Regions from separate parts of the Rattus norvegicus genome. Here region 2 is linked to region 1. A link is a contact called in public Hi-C data. All regions are on one chromosome and are shown on one strand. Each heading gives the region's core, a stretch centred on a gene start, on an enhancer-like site or on the middle of the called end of the contact. The rest is flanking DNA. Distances are from core to core; before and after follow the strand shown.

Region 1 (6,997 bases), core at 1,642-4,141:
CAAATAGGCACAATTCTCCACGACCTGCTTTACGGAAATCCTGCTAAGAACGGCTGAAAATCCCTTAAGTAATTTTTTTTTTTTTTTTGGTCTTTTTTTCGGAGCTGGGGACCGAACCCAGGGCCTTGTGCTTCCTAGGCAAGCGCTCTACCACTGAGCTAAATCCCCAACCCCCAAGTAATTTTTTTAAAGAGTTATTCTTAAATCAGTTTCCAGGGTGTGTACCCTAGTGAGTCTTCGTTGGACCACATGTGTGTAGATGCCCTTGGAAGGAGGGGTGCAGTAGGTGGTGGGTGGTAGTGTCACGTAACACAGATGCAGGGATCTGAGCTTAGGTCCTGCAAAAGCAGCAGGTACTCAACCACTATGCCGTCTTTCCAGCTTTTTTTTTTTTTTCTTTTTTTCGGAGCTGGGGACCGAACCCAGGGCCACTGAGCTAAATCCCCAACCCCGTCTTTCCAGCTTTTAAAGATCACTATTCAAGTGGATACTTAAGCTGAGAAGCTGCCATAAACTCAGCAATAATCAGATGATAATGACACACAATTAAGAATATTAAATAAATACTAAGATACATTATCTGGAGATAAGAGGCTGATGCTTGGATTTAAATTTCAATTATATTTGTATTTTTCTTAAAATTAAAATTTGTAGGTGCCAGCCTCATCTACAAATTGAGTTCCAGGATAGCCAGGGTGATTACACAGAGAAACCTTGTCTTAAAAAATTAATTAGTTTTATTTATTTTATGCATATGAATGTCTTGCTTAAATGCATGACTTAAGAGAACATCTCATCTTCTGGAACTATAATTACAGACTAGGCTGTCATTGGAATCGAACCCAGAGCAGCCAGTGCTCTTAACTGCTGAGTCATCTCTCCACCCCTAAAATGTGAATTTTAAAAAGAATTCTGCACAGCAAGCGGAAACTTCAAAGGTCAATAGCAACAGGATCTAAACAATCCATCTTATTAAGGTGGTCCTAAATTTTTTTGTCTCTATTTAAAGTAAGCTTTTTTATTCTTTTTTTTTTTTTAAATAAATGAGACTATGGTGGGTAATCATTTGAGTGTCAATAATAAGAGTTACTGGCATACTTACCAGCAAGTGCAAGGGCAGTAATACATGCAAGACAGATGTGATGTGGAAAGTAATTTTTCCCCATTCCTTTACAAAGACTTTCTTGTAACCGTGACCTAAATTTAATTTCCCCTTTGACTCGCAGGTCCAGTTCACTTTTACCTTCATAATTGTATACTATGAAACATTTTGCTCATAAGAATATAACTATTCTCCGGTCCTTTAAAAAGGAAAGTTAATTATTCTACCTAGTTAACACACTTGGTGAAAACACATCTTTCTTGGCATTTCTAAAATTATGACCATTCAAATTTGAATGCATTTCTGAAATAGACTTGTTCATCAGGAAAATATGCTGAAGTTCTGAAATTATTAATAAATCAAGGAAAGGCGTGTGCAATCATAGCTGAGGAGCTGAAGCATTTAAACCAGGATCTTTCTATATATAGAAAGCATGATTCTAGTTCTTCACCCTTGGGAAAAAGACTTCCTTTCAATACCTTATCTGAAAAAGGGTGTCTTCTCTTTCTTCAAGATGGCTATCCAAGTAAAATTAACTACCTCAGAAACCTTCGATAAATGAACTTGCTTTAATTAAAACAATACACTTCATTCCACAAGCAGAAAGTACTGTAAGTGGTTGTGTATATATAGTGAACACTAAAACGTTAGGGAAACGACCACAGTAAATAGGGCTAATACCTATGGATACATTCACATGTACTTTTGAGGGTAACGACGGGGTAATTTAAAGTCAAATTTGGAGTTAGGCCTAACTCCAAATACATCTTAATAATTCTAAGAGTGATGCTGGTTTATCCTTCCTGAAACACAATCGGTATGATATTTAAATCCATTTTGAAACTTCAAGATTTCAGTATATCCACAACCAACGCTGTGTCATTGTTTTTTAGAAAGCCTGAGGTAGAACGCATCATTAGCTCTACTGAAGATATTTTGTGAATGCTGTTCACGTACACAGAGAGAATAAAAATATTTTGGTGCTCAGCACACAAGCCCATTATTCCGTCTTGCAAAACCATTGCCGCCGCCACCACCACGGACATGCATCTAATGGAATTCCTAGTTTTAATCTAATGTCAAAAGGCGGCGGCTATAACGCTATGAACTAGGGGACATGGTGCACTTCCGTTCCCGACCCAAGGGAGAAGCCTCGAAAGTACGCGCTCGAGACCAAGCCCGGGAGTCTTCGAGTCCTGGCCTCGGTCTGAGATGCCCTTCCAACAGCAAACGAAGGGTCAGCTCAGGAAGCAGCAGAGCAACACTTAAACCTCGAAAGGGCCCCCGGGACCCCGCCCCAGGGCCCCAGGAGTGCGGGCCAAGGAGAAGCCACGGGTCCGGGGGCGCCGCGGACCGCGAGGCCAAGGCGCGGGAAAGGCCGCAGCTGCGTCCAGATCAGCCATAGGCAGGGGGCACAGGATGACCGCGTGAGGCCGGGCCTGCAAACCAGCGCAGACACTTACCAAACCATGCCGTAGGCGCCTTCTCCGATGTACGAGAGATTAGTGTAGCGCGGCCCCACGTCGAACACCTGCCCGCGGACCATCTCCGGGCCCGCCGCCGCCGCCGCCGCCATGTTGGCTGCACAGCCTCCGCCGCGTTGGGCTCGACGCTTCGCGGTTACCGCTCGACTTGTGCTGCGCTTCCCACAGGAACCGCGCCGCCGCCCGTGTAGCAGCCGCTGGCGGCGATCGGGAACGAGGAGGGAGGACAACACAGAAGAGAGAACTAACCGCCGGTAGAACCACTGCCTGCCTTCCTGCCTGACGGGCGGGCGGGCAGCGAGTGGGAGGAGGGAAGGACTCGCGTCGAGGGGCGCTAGGGCGGAGTCAAGGGCGTGCGTGATGATTGGCTTCTCCCCTCAGAGAGGGCGGAGTCTCGCGGGCCGGCGGAAGCAGCGAAGTAAGCCAGGAGCACTGCGGCTGCGGGGGAGGGACGTCACGTGCGTTCAGAAAGCTAAGGGCTGGGTAGCTCTAGAAAGCTAGATTGGAACTTAGGCATAATGACCCCACAGAGTCCCACCACTGTACCTGGTCCAGAACGAACTCGCGCGGGACCAGGGACTTGAGACCAGAGGACTCACTGCACACCAGCCACGGGACCCCTGAGACAGACAGGCCTCTAGGAATACGTGGCCCACATTCTGCACTCTTATGCACTTAGACCGTCAGAGTGGGACAGAAACCAAAAAGATGACCCAGACCCAGAAAAATATTTTCACCCTGTAATGAGAATAATAAATAAAAAAGATGCCTTTTGGACATATAAAAACAGATTAGTCAGGAACCCTACAGTACCTAAGGCTGCTCCTGATACCCAGAGCCCAGTGACATGGAGATGACATAGTCCTAGAATCCCATGATGCCTACTGGACAAAATATAAGCAGAGACCAAAAGCAATGCTTTGCTCTACGTATCTGGAGAGATGCACCTTGATCTGTTCTGTGGCTAGAGAATCTCCCTCAGAATCCTGACCCTCAAATCAGAGACTTCTGTTAGAGATTAGACCTGACCTGAAGCTAAGATAGGTCACACAGGTGAACAGCCTTGGGAAGACAGGCTTAGGAATGTAAGGAGTTTAGAGTGTAAACCTTGCATGATGACCTTCAGCATAATAAAATATAACTTTTCTTATACTAACTACGTATATCTACCTTCTTACTGGTGACGCACACCTAACAGTGTGAGACATAAATAAGTAGAAACCAAAACACAAGACATTGAATCCCCTAATTAGAGGTTTCTTCAAGAAAATTTGCTTAATACCTATAGCATTGGAGCCAGCCATGTTTCCAGAGTGAAAAGACAGGCAAAATACAATATTTGCACTTAAGTGTTGTGAAGAAATAAAAAGCCAAGGGAAAATATAAAGAGCTGTGGGTGGGGACGCTGGAGAAAGACAGTGAAATTCCGGGACTTGGATTCAGGTGCTGTGTAACACTTTCCTGAAGGATTGAAACATTCTATCCGGAGGGGTAACTCCTTAAACAATAAGGTAAAAAACTGAAAGGAGCAAGTCAGTGTGGTGCCTCACATGTACCACTTGTGAGGCAGAGTGGGGCAGATCTCTTAAGAATGGGAGGCCAGCCTGGTCTACAGAATGAGTTCCAGGATAGCCAAGAGTCTCAAAAAAAAAAAAAAAAAAACCAAAAAACAAAAAAAGCAAAAAACAAACAAACAAAAACAAAAACAAAACAAAAAAAAACAATCAAAAAACTCAACGGAGTTTAAGAAGTCCTTGAAACTGACCAGATTCACTAGGCCCCTCTCACCAGAGTAAGCAATAAAAGCTGAGAGTCCCTCTGAAATGGAGCTCAGGTGAGCTGCAAAGACTCTTGAGACCAGCTACCCGGAGGAGGCAAAGCTCTACCAATTGCCAGGTAGTGGTTTAGACAACTATGCACTTGGAAGGACACTCTTCCACTTTGGCAGCACCCACACTTTGCTCTGTTGTGAGCTCCTTTTTGTAGTGAGGAGACGTGTGTAATGTCTCCCCAGGAAAAGTTTTGTCCCACAACGCCTGCTTGGTACAGATGGGCATACTGAAACACAGCACAGTTAGAATGGCTGAAAAAGATGAACAAAATTTAGGGGAAAAAAAACGATCACAAACACCACTAAACTGAGGAATGAAATTGGAATGTCAAAGTTGGTGGTGCCCAGAAAAGCAGAGATAAGGAGATAGTGAGTGGCTACTACAGTCTCTCGGGTACTTTTCTGCCATCCCTGGAAGCAAACTCTTGTGTGGCCAACACTGAGGTCTAACTTAGGGATATCAAGTCTGGTCTTCTAGACATCAATAAAGATTAACTAGGCAATCTCAAAGATAAAAAAGTAAATCTTTGGGGGTTGGGGATTTAGCTCAGTGGTAGAGCGCTTGCCTAGCAAGCACAAGGCCCTGGGTTCAGTCCCCAGCTCTGGAAAAAAAAAAAGTAAATCTTTAATAATAAAGAGAAGAACTGGGGTATCCCTCAGTGGTGAAGTGCATACTTAGCCTATGACAGATTTTAGATTTATTAGCCCTTCGAAATACATTAGTTCATTTAACAGAATCTATTTCAGAAGACACCTAATACTATGGCTCTATAAAAATGTATTTTTTAAAGACCAGGATAGATGGATAGTATCATGAAATTAAAATCCCATTAACCAACATAAAATTATCAGCTGAAACAGTAAACTTACCTGATGACACAGAAGAACAAGTCAACAGCATAAAAGGTGGACATGAGAAACTTTTGCTAAGTCATAAAATCCATTAAGAAAGAAAATTATCAGGGGCTGGGGATTTAGCTCAGTGGTAGAGCGCTTGCCTAGGAAGTGCAAGGCCCTGGGTTCGGTCCCCAGCTCCGAAAAAAAAAAAAAAAAAAAAAAAGAACCAAAAAAAAAAAAAAAAAAAAAGAAAGAAAATTATCTAGGATAGCATTGTATGATTTTAATCACGGGATTTCCCCAGACAGGTTTACATACTAGGACCTTGTCCTTAAAAAACAAGAAAGAATGGGCTGGAGAGATGGCTCAGTGGTTAAGAGCACTGACTGTTCGACCGAGTTCAAATCCCAGCAACCACATGGTGGCTCACAACCATCTATAATGAGATCTGATGCCCTCTTCTGGTGTGTCTAAAGATAGCTACAATGTACCTATGTATAATAAATAAGTAAATCTTTAAAAACAAGAAAGACAATAATTGAGGTAATTATAGGAATTCAAAAAACTATACATATCCCAAAAATAGCTGAGGAAGCTAAATCTGACATACCGTCCACACGATGCTGGTATACATGAGAGAAGGGGTTGTATGAGAGCCCTGAGAGACAGTGTTGCATAAAGCTGTGAAAGTGAAGCTAGTTTTAGTGGAGACTACTAGATGTTGTAGCCATGGGGTGTCTACCAAGAAGAGCTGCACACAGGCCAAGAGAAAAATGTATAATACAGACAAAATCCCTGGAAGGGAAGCTAAGCACTTTGACACTGCCCACAGACCCAGAGAATCTGATCTTTGCCCTGCTGGGTTTCGGGCTTGCTTTGGTCCAGTAGTTTCTCAATGGAATGTAACATATACTTTATACTGTTATATGTTGGAAGTATGTCATTTACTTTTTTATCTACAAGAGGTAACAATTAGAAGTTGTCTTGAGTCTCAGAAGAGGCTTTGGACTTTTAAACAGTGTTGAGTAGAAAAACCATGGGGACCTTTTGAACTTGACCTAATGCATTTTTCTATAGTAACAAGCCAGGCAGGGCTGGTGAGTGGAACTGTGAGGTTTCACTGTGCCCCCCACAGTGTCAGACATTTAAATACTTGGTCCCCAATTGGTGACCTTGTTTGGGGGAGACTTCAGAGATATTCTGGGCTTGAAAATCTAAAGGCTCCAACCAGTTTTCCTTTCTTTGCCTTGTGCTTGCTGTCTTAGATATTGAGTTCTTGTGGGTGTGATGGTGCATGCCTTTAATCCTAGCACTTAGGAGGCAGAGGCAGGTGGATCTTTATTAAGCCAGCCTGGTCTACATTGTGAGTTCCAGGCCAGCCAGTGCTACACAGAGACCCTGACTCAAAAGGAAGAAAAAAAAAGAAGGAAGAAAGGAAGGAAGAAAGGAAGGAAGGAAGGAAGGAAGGAACAGAAAAAAAAAAAGAAATGAACTCCTAGCTCCTACCTCCAACGTTTCTTATAAAAACCTAAGCTCACAATAAGGTAGCATTGGGAAGTGAGACTTTAGGAGGTGATTGTGTCGTGAATGTGAAACCCTCAGGAATGGGATGAGGTGCGCTTAAAGAAGATGTCTTGAACACAAGAGAACTCCATGAGGATGGCAGCCATAAAGCTAAGGAGCAAGGCCCTCGGCTGACAGTAGATCTTCCGATTTTTTTCTTTTTAAAGACAGGGTCTCACT
Region 2 (6,997 bases), core at 2,399-4,898, 40 kb after region 1:
GTGTGTGCATGTATGGTGTATGTGGTATGTGTGTGATGTGTATATGGTGTGTGTGGTGTGTATATGGTGTGTGTGTGTGGTGTGTATATGGTGTGTATGGTGTGTGTGTGTGGTATGTGTGTGATGTGTATATGGTGTGTGTGTGTGGTGTATGCGTAAGTGTGTGTGTGTGTGTGTGGTGTGTGTGTGGTGTGTGTGTAGTGAGTGTGTGCATGTATGGTGTGTGTGGTGCGTGTGTGATGTGTATATGGTGTGTGTGTGGTGTGTGTGTAGTGAGTGTGTGCATGTATGGTGTGTGTGGTGTGTGTGTGGCGTGTGGGTGGTGTGTGTGCCGGCAAATCCATCTGCTCTGCTGCAACTGCTGCAGTCCTCACTGATATCAGAACAAGCCTTTTTAGGACTTCTGATGTAGACTGAGGACTGGTAGCTATCAGGCTACCAACCCTCGGGGATGAGAAACTACCAGATTCTTGACCTTTTTGGTGTGACACAGCCATTGTTGAACTACTAGATTGTATGGTATACATTAATAAGTCTCCTTTTAATACATATTTATCCAATGCTTCTGTTCTTCTGGAGAACTCTAATACAGCTGGGTAGCTAAAGGGCCCAAGAGTCATCCTGACTCCCCGTATGCCATCTGGCTTGTTAAAAACATAGCTTCTAGGGATTGAACTCAATCCCTAGGCAAGGCAAACACTTTAGCAAGAGAGCTATCTCCCTAGCCTCTTGTTTTGGTTTTTTGAGACAAGTTCTCCCAACATAGCCCAGGCTAACCTGGGGCTTGCAGCTCTCTTTTTGGTCTCTCAAGTGCTATGGCTATGGGCCCATGGTGACTCATGTGTTATGGGTTCCATCTGAAGTCCTCTTTGACCCATTTTTGATTGGCTTAGAGCCCAATATGGCCCCAGACAAGTTGATGAGGCTGAGTGTGGAGATGTGTGGTCAAATCAGGTATCAGCTTGCTAGTCAGGATTTCTGCCTCTCTTTTTCTGGTTCTGCTACATTGCAGACCCAGCCTGGGGGACCTGGTTTTCATGTTCCCTTCTTCAGGTGGGAACCCTTGTTTGATGGACATAAGGCCCAGTCACCCCTACCCTAGCAGACCATGGCCCTGCTCTCTCCATTAACTTTAGCCTGTTTCCCTCCTGGCAGAGTCCATCCTGCCCTATCCTGTAGCTCAGTCCCTTGGGTGAACTGCTCCCGCCTGCAGCCATTTACCCGTCACAACTCACTTGTCCTTCTTGCCTCCCCCACTCCCATCTGGTGGCTCTGAGAGAGCGTGTCGAGCTACATGCATTTGGAGGACAGGGGGAATGCAAACCACCATCTGGAGATTCAGATACACGAGCCGACTCATCAGGAACAGCAAGGCAGCATATACTTAAGGAGGTTCTGCCAGGGGCTCTGGAGGAGTTGTGTGGGTGTGGGGAGGGGGAAGACAGATGGATGTGTGGGCAGTGGGGGTGGGGCCTGATCAGGACCCCCCCAGATTCGCATGCTGCCATTATCTTCTTCTGGGCTTGTCGCCTAGTGGGCAGCTGTGTCCCCTGGGGGCAGGGAGCTCTGGGGACAGGGAGCTCTGGGGACACGGAGGCATCAGCCCACTAGTCAGAGAAAAGAGATTTGTAGCAGGGAGGAGTGGTTTACAGGTTGTAGGAAGATGCGAGAGGGTGGGTTGTAGGAGGGTATGCATTGTGTACATGTGCGAAAGGACAAATTAAAAAAGACTCTATCTGCCTCTTGCCTGGCTCTGCCACTCTGCAGCCCTAGCAACCCTGTCCCCAGTGCCCCAGTCCCAACAGCAGTTTATGCTGCTTCCCATAAAGTATAGTTTACAACGGGATGGCCCGTCTGGGTAATTGGGGGAGGGTAAAAGAAACAAGGCAGACAAGGCTGGGGAACAGAAGAGGCCCCAAAAGGCAAAGTGGACAGGGCCTGGGCTGAGCCAGGGCTGGGGAAGGAGTGCGGCCGGCCGGGATAGTAAACCCCAGCAAGGTGAAGGCACCCGGGCCTCTCCTAGTTCTCAGGATCAGATAAGAATACTTAAAAAGCAGAAATGGTGTTTATCGGAAGGCTTCCTTTTTTTTCCCCCCACGTGGAAAGGTTTAATGAGAGAAGAGTAGACGAGGAGAGGAGTAAAGGCCGGCCATGAGCATGTGGAGGAAAGTGGGGGCGGGGAATGGGGAGAGAAGGGACGAGGGGGAAGAGCAAGAGAGAGAGAGAGAGAGAGAGAGTGAGAGCAAGGGAGGAGCATCTTGACTTGAGATAGTTTATACAGTAGTAACAGGTTTCTTCCAGCATCTCGCACACTCTCAGTTTTGGATGACCCACCCTACCCTCACTTGCATCCCCCCTCCCCCGCCCTGTTTGATGAAGGAATCACAAACCAAATGACAGAAACCACAGAGATTCTGAAAACTGCCTCTTCCTCGGGTTGAAGAACTGCTCGTGTAGGCTTTGCAGGCAGTATATCTTCCACTCTTGGTGGAGATTTGGTAGATGGCTTTGTGGGATGCCCTGTTATCCCTCGGAGCTGTGTGAGATGTCAGGATGATGTCTTCTACATGGCTGGACTGAGCCCTGCCCCTGCCGGTTCTCAGTTGTCTTGACTTGAAATGATGTATTGATCCCCAAGGGTACCGAGGCAGCTTTCAGTTGTCCTGAAGAGCGGTTTCTTGGGTACTGGGGGCTCCAATCCACTTGACCCTGCATGTGCTTATTGCACTGAAGACTTTGGGAGCAAATTCCATTCTAACCAGCAAGGTGGGTGAGGTGGCAGGAGTTGCAAGTCACTGTGGAGGGACGGAGGGCTGCAGGTCTAGAGTCAGATGGGGAGTTCAGTGGATCCAGGTAGGTCTCTCTTAAAGGCCACTTGCTATAATTGTTCTGAGGCAGGTCCCTTACCTGTTCTGGCAAGTCTTTAAGGACCAGTCACTGGGTTCTGTAGTTTCAAGCTTTTCATTAGATCAGTGAGCCTTGTCTGACATTGAAATTCGCCATCAGGGCAGGCTCCCTCAGCTGCCGCCCTTCATACCCTGATTTAGCTACCTGGACTGTGGATCTACCTGGCTGCCCAGGCACTACGAGGTCTGTGGAGAGACCCTTAGTCTTAACATCCCTCTCTTATGCTACTGCTGACATCTCACCAGCTGAGGTTTCAAGACAGCGTTTCTCTGTAGATCAGGTTAACCTAGAACTCAGAGATCACCCTACTTCTGCCTCCCTCAGTGCTGTGATTAAAGGTGTGCATCACCACGTCCAGCCTAAAGCAGACTCACTACAAGTCAGGTATTTCAGTTGCTCTTGGCAAGCATGTTTCTAGACTTAGCACACACCATCTTTTAACTTGGCTCCGTTCTAGAACTGTGCTTAAATCCTGATGCACAGCTCTGTGCTGCAGCTTTGTTTCCATGGCAACCCTAAGCTCTTTATGACTCTCCTTAGAGATTTTTAAGTGGTGTTTTTGGATTATTCGGTGTGGTGGCTTGAGTATGAAATGTCCCCGGAGATCTGAACACTTGGTCTGCAGCTGGTGGCACTGTTTGGGAAGGTTATGGAGCCTCCAGGAAGTGCAGTGGAGGGTAGTGGTGGGTCACTGGGGGGTGGACTTTGAAGGTTTGTAGCTGGCCCTGCTTCCTCTGTATGGATGAGATCTGTTCTTCTGGGCTGCTCGGTTGGCCTCACACCCTACCTGGATGGGTTGTGAGCCAAAATGAACTGTCTTCCATCACTTGCTTTTCTTCAGTGTTTTAGTCACAACAATGTGAAAGCAATTTATTTGGGTATTTCCAGACAATAAACCCAAAACCGTGGAATTTTAACATTTGTCTGTTCTACTGAGATAAAATTAGACTGAACACAAAAGCATGTCTGCTGTGCTGAGAAAACAGAACTTAGGGGAAATGTAAACAAAAAGAGTGACCCATAACCGCGTCTCAGAAGTCAGCAGTGGGCGCTCAGTGCACTCACTCACCAGAGCCCCCGGGCTGTGCTTCCCACTGTGCACCCCGTCTTCTGTGAGCTTCTGCCCTTGGCCCTGCATGAAGGACATGGCAAGTGCCAGGCAGAGAGCAGGGTGGAAGCCCAAGAAATGCCTGGCGCTTTAGTGCCCATGCAGGTGGTTCTGTGAGGGTCTATGTCCAGAGGTGGCCCCAACTCACTGGAGGACCTTGTACTCAGTGCCCGAATGCTGGGTTCCCCAGGGGCCTGACCCTCTACCCCACAGCTGGTGGGATGGACAATCTCAGGATGAGTCCCAGGACCAGCTGGCTAGGTACTTTCTCAAATCTTCAGCAGCTTCCAAACACACCCTGGATGCCAAGAGGTCCCCAGACCCACCATGTCTCTTGAAGGCTCAGGTTTTCAATGCTCTGTCCCAAGTACCAAGCTGTTGGTGCTATTTTGGGAAATTGCGGAAACCAGCAGGCAGGACTTGGGTTTTGGAAGCTGATCACATCCTGTGGGTCCCCGGTCACTTCTCTCCACTCTTCTTGGGTTGGCTTTGAGGTAGACAGTCATGAAGTCTGTCACGTGTTCCTGCTCAAGCACACGGGATCAACCATGGGCTGAACTCTCTAGAACACCTTCTTTTAAAATACTTGAGTATTGGATACACAGGTTAACTGTAGACAGGCACACAGGGGACAGACGCAGTAGCACTCAGGAATCTTGAATATATGGTTTATTGACACCAGTATAGGGGCCCCAGGGGAAGACTGTCCTATGAGCTCATAACCTTGGGACTTGTCTCTAAGACTAAAGGAACATGGTGTCTTAGAACAAGACTCCCAGGAAGCCCCCTGAAATAACCCTTGGCAAGGCCCACATGGCATGTAAATGGCAAAGCTTGGTGTGTTTGGTAAAGCCAAAGAGTCCAGTGCAAAAGCACGGGACTCCAGAAGACGGTCCCTGGAGGCTACAGATGCTGAAGCAAACCAGCCCAGCTTGCGTCACACAAATTGGCCTGGCTTCCCTACAGTATGGCCAGAGCCATCCTCCTGGCCTGAGAATACAGTTGAGGTAGCCAGGACACCCATGCTGAAACTTACCACTGGGAGAGAGGGGCACTTCGTGCAGAGCCCAAGAGGGCAGGGGCAGACAGATCATGGTGAACAGCAGGGCTTTTAAGACCTCCAGGTGCTGATACCCCTCCCACGAGTTCTGAGACTCCCAAAGCTGTGCCTCAGACACCTTGCTTCAACACTCCTTGTGCCCTCCCACCTCTTACGCCCCCAGGCCCTAGTTGGGAGGCAGCTGTACTGCAAAGGCAGGCTGACGGCTTCAGCTTTTGTATCCATGCAAGACACTGGCGCCTGTAACTCAGCTCTTTTCCAGCCCACTTAATTTTAAGAATAGACACTAATAATACTGAATCCCTCTCTGCTGCTGGTGGAGGATGGGCTCCCCTTCTCTGGCAGCTCCCGGTAATGCTATGCATACTCTCCATGCCTTACCCTAAAAAGTACCTGAGGCCCAAGAAGTACGGTGGCTGGTTCAGCTCACACAATGTGATGGTGGCAAGGTGGGGACTTGAGAAGTGGAATCATTCTGCTTAGGGGATTCTTTTGGGATGAGGGCCTGAAGAGGCCAAGAAGTCCTGTAGGCTTAGCACTGGCAGCTCCAGTCAAGATAGAAGAGTTCTTCTCTGTGCCTAAGGACTAACTCGGACGAATGTGGTCTCCCTTGGCCACTGGACCAGGATGGAGCAGTGCCTGATGTTGGTCCCTGACCACTGCCAGGCAGAGACATGGTTATCACCAGTGCACATGAACTGAGGGGTGGGGGAGCCCTCAGACAAGCCTGGGAAAGGGGCTTCCCCTAACACTGAGGCCTTGATATTTGGCACAGCTTTACACGTGAGTATGAATCCAGACCACCCAGGGGGCCCAAATTCCACTCTTACCAGCAACGAATGGGTTAGCAAAAATGGGAGAAAACCAAAGTCAACATCTCCCTCTATCAAGGTTACTGCACCCCGTCTTGAGATGGTACTGAGGGTCCTGGATTTTGACCCCAGAAGGCAGCAGACCTTCAAGTAAGCAATACCTAGTGATTATGGTGGGCAGTCATGTTCCTATCAGGAGACTTGAACTAACTCCATGGCCCCAACTCTTCCATCCCTGCTGTGGGAATGGGTGAATGCCAAGCATGCAGGAGGTGTGCCCAACTGCATTTGGCTGGCTCGCCCTCTACTGCTGGACTGTGGACCTGCCTCAGGGAAGAGCACGAGAACCCTTGCTTCTTTTGAAAGAGGGATTAGCTGCACTGGGCGAAGCTCTGCAAGTCTTGCTGGGGCTTTGCTCTCCAGAGGTGGACTATGACTCCTCCACGGGGACCTCAAAACCACATTCTTCCTGCTGCTCCTTCCCTGAGCCTCTGCTAAGCCACCCATTATCCTCTGGACCTGCCAGTGTCTGCGTGGAGCAGCCTTGACTCACACTTGGCCCTTGCTGAGGGTCTCCTTAGTCCTTCTACTCTGGTATTCTGCCTCCCCCACCTGGTTTCCTTGCCTGACTTTATACACCATTGCTCTAGGGATGTGGAGGTCTTTCGTGTTGCTCAGGTACTGGACAGAGTCTAGCAGGAGAAAGGTGGTGGACTGCTGGGCTGGCCAAAGCTCCTCACCGGAGCGCTGTCCTCAACGACTCTATCAACTAACTGCAAACACACTAAGAGAGTCTTGAACTTCTAGCCAAAAGCAGTAAGGTCCTCTTGGGCGGGACCCAGCCAGACTCCAAGGTTGGCAAGGAGGCCAGTGCCATCCCAGATGCCCATAGTCAGTTCAAGGAAGTTCTGAGGTGCCCAGAAGAACAAAAGGACCTTCCCAGAAAGAGATCTGGCTCAAAGCATGCCTTCCCACAACAAATGCTGCTTGCTGTTTTGAGAACCTCAACATGTCTGCCTATCAGGATCCATGACGTGCCCAGCAATTCTCATCTACACCAAAACTGTTTAAGGCACTTAAGTGGCTTATTAACATAACCTGGAAAAGTTT

The links. Hi-C and Micro-C count contacts between places; a contact is called where the count stands out from the background.
Region 2: a Hi-C map of frontal cortex shows a contact between it and region 1, with 2.1 times the contacts expected there. The contact joins the enhancer-like site here to the promoter of Mapk1 in region 1. A contact is called at or near these places in 2 of 12 Hi-C or Micro-C datasets (the A7r5 cell line and frontal cortex).

The regions. Positions count from the first base shown.
Region 1 is chr11:97,524,934-97,531,930 of GRCr8, forward strand. Mapk1 (mitogen activated protein kinase 1) reads right to left here and starts at 2,892. Exons shown (of 9, transcript NM_053842.2): 1 at 2,566-2,892. The coding sequence starts at 2,678.
Region 2 is chr11:97,563,958-97,570,954 of GRCr8, forward strand. It overlaps a transcript of Ppm1f not described here. Among named protein-coding and RNA genes, the nearest start is that of Ppm1f, 31 kb to the right of the region's middle. Within about 2 kb of position 3,649, at least 28 of the 93 cell types and tissues checked have an H3K27ac peak or open chromatin away from gene starts, as enhancers often do.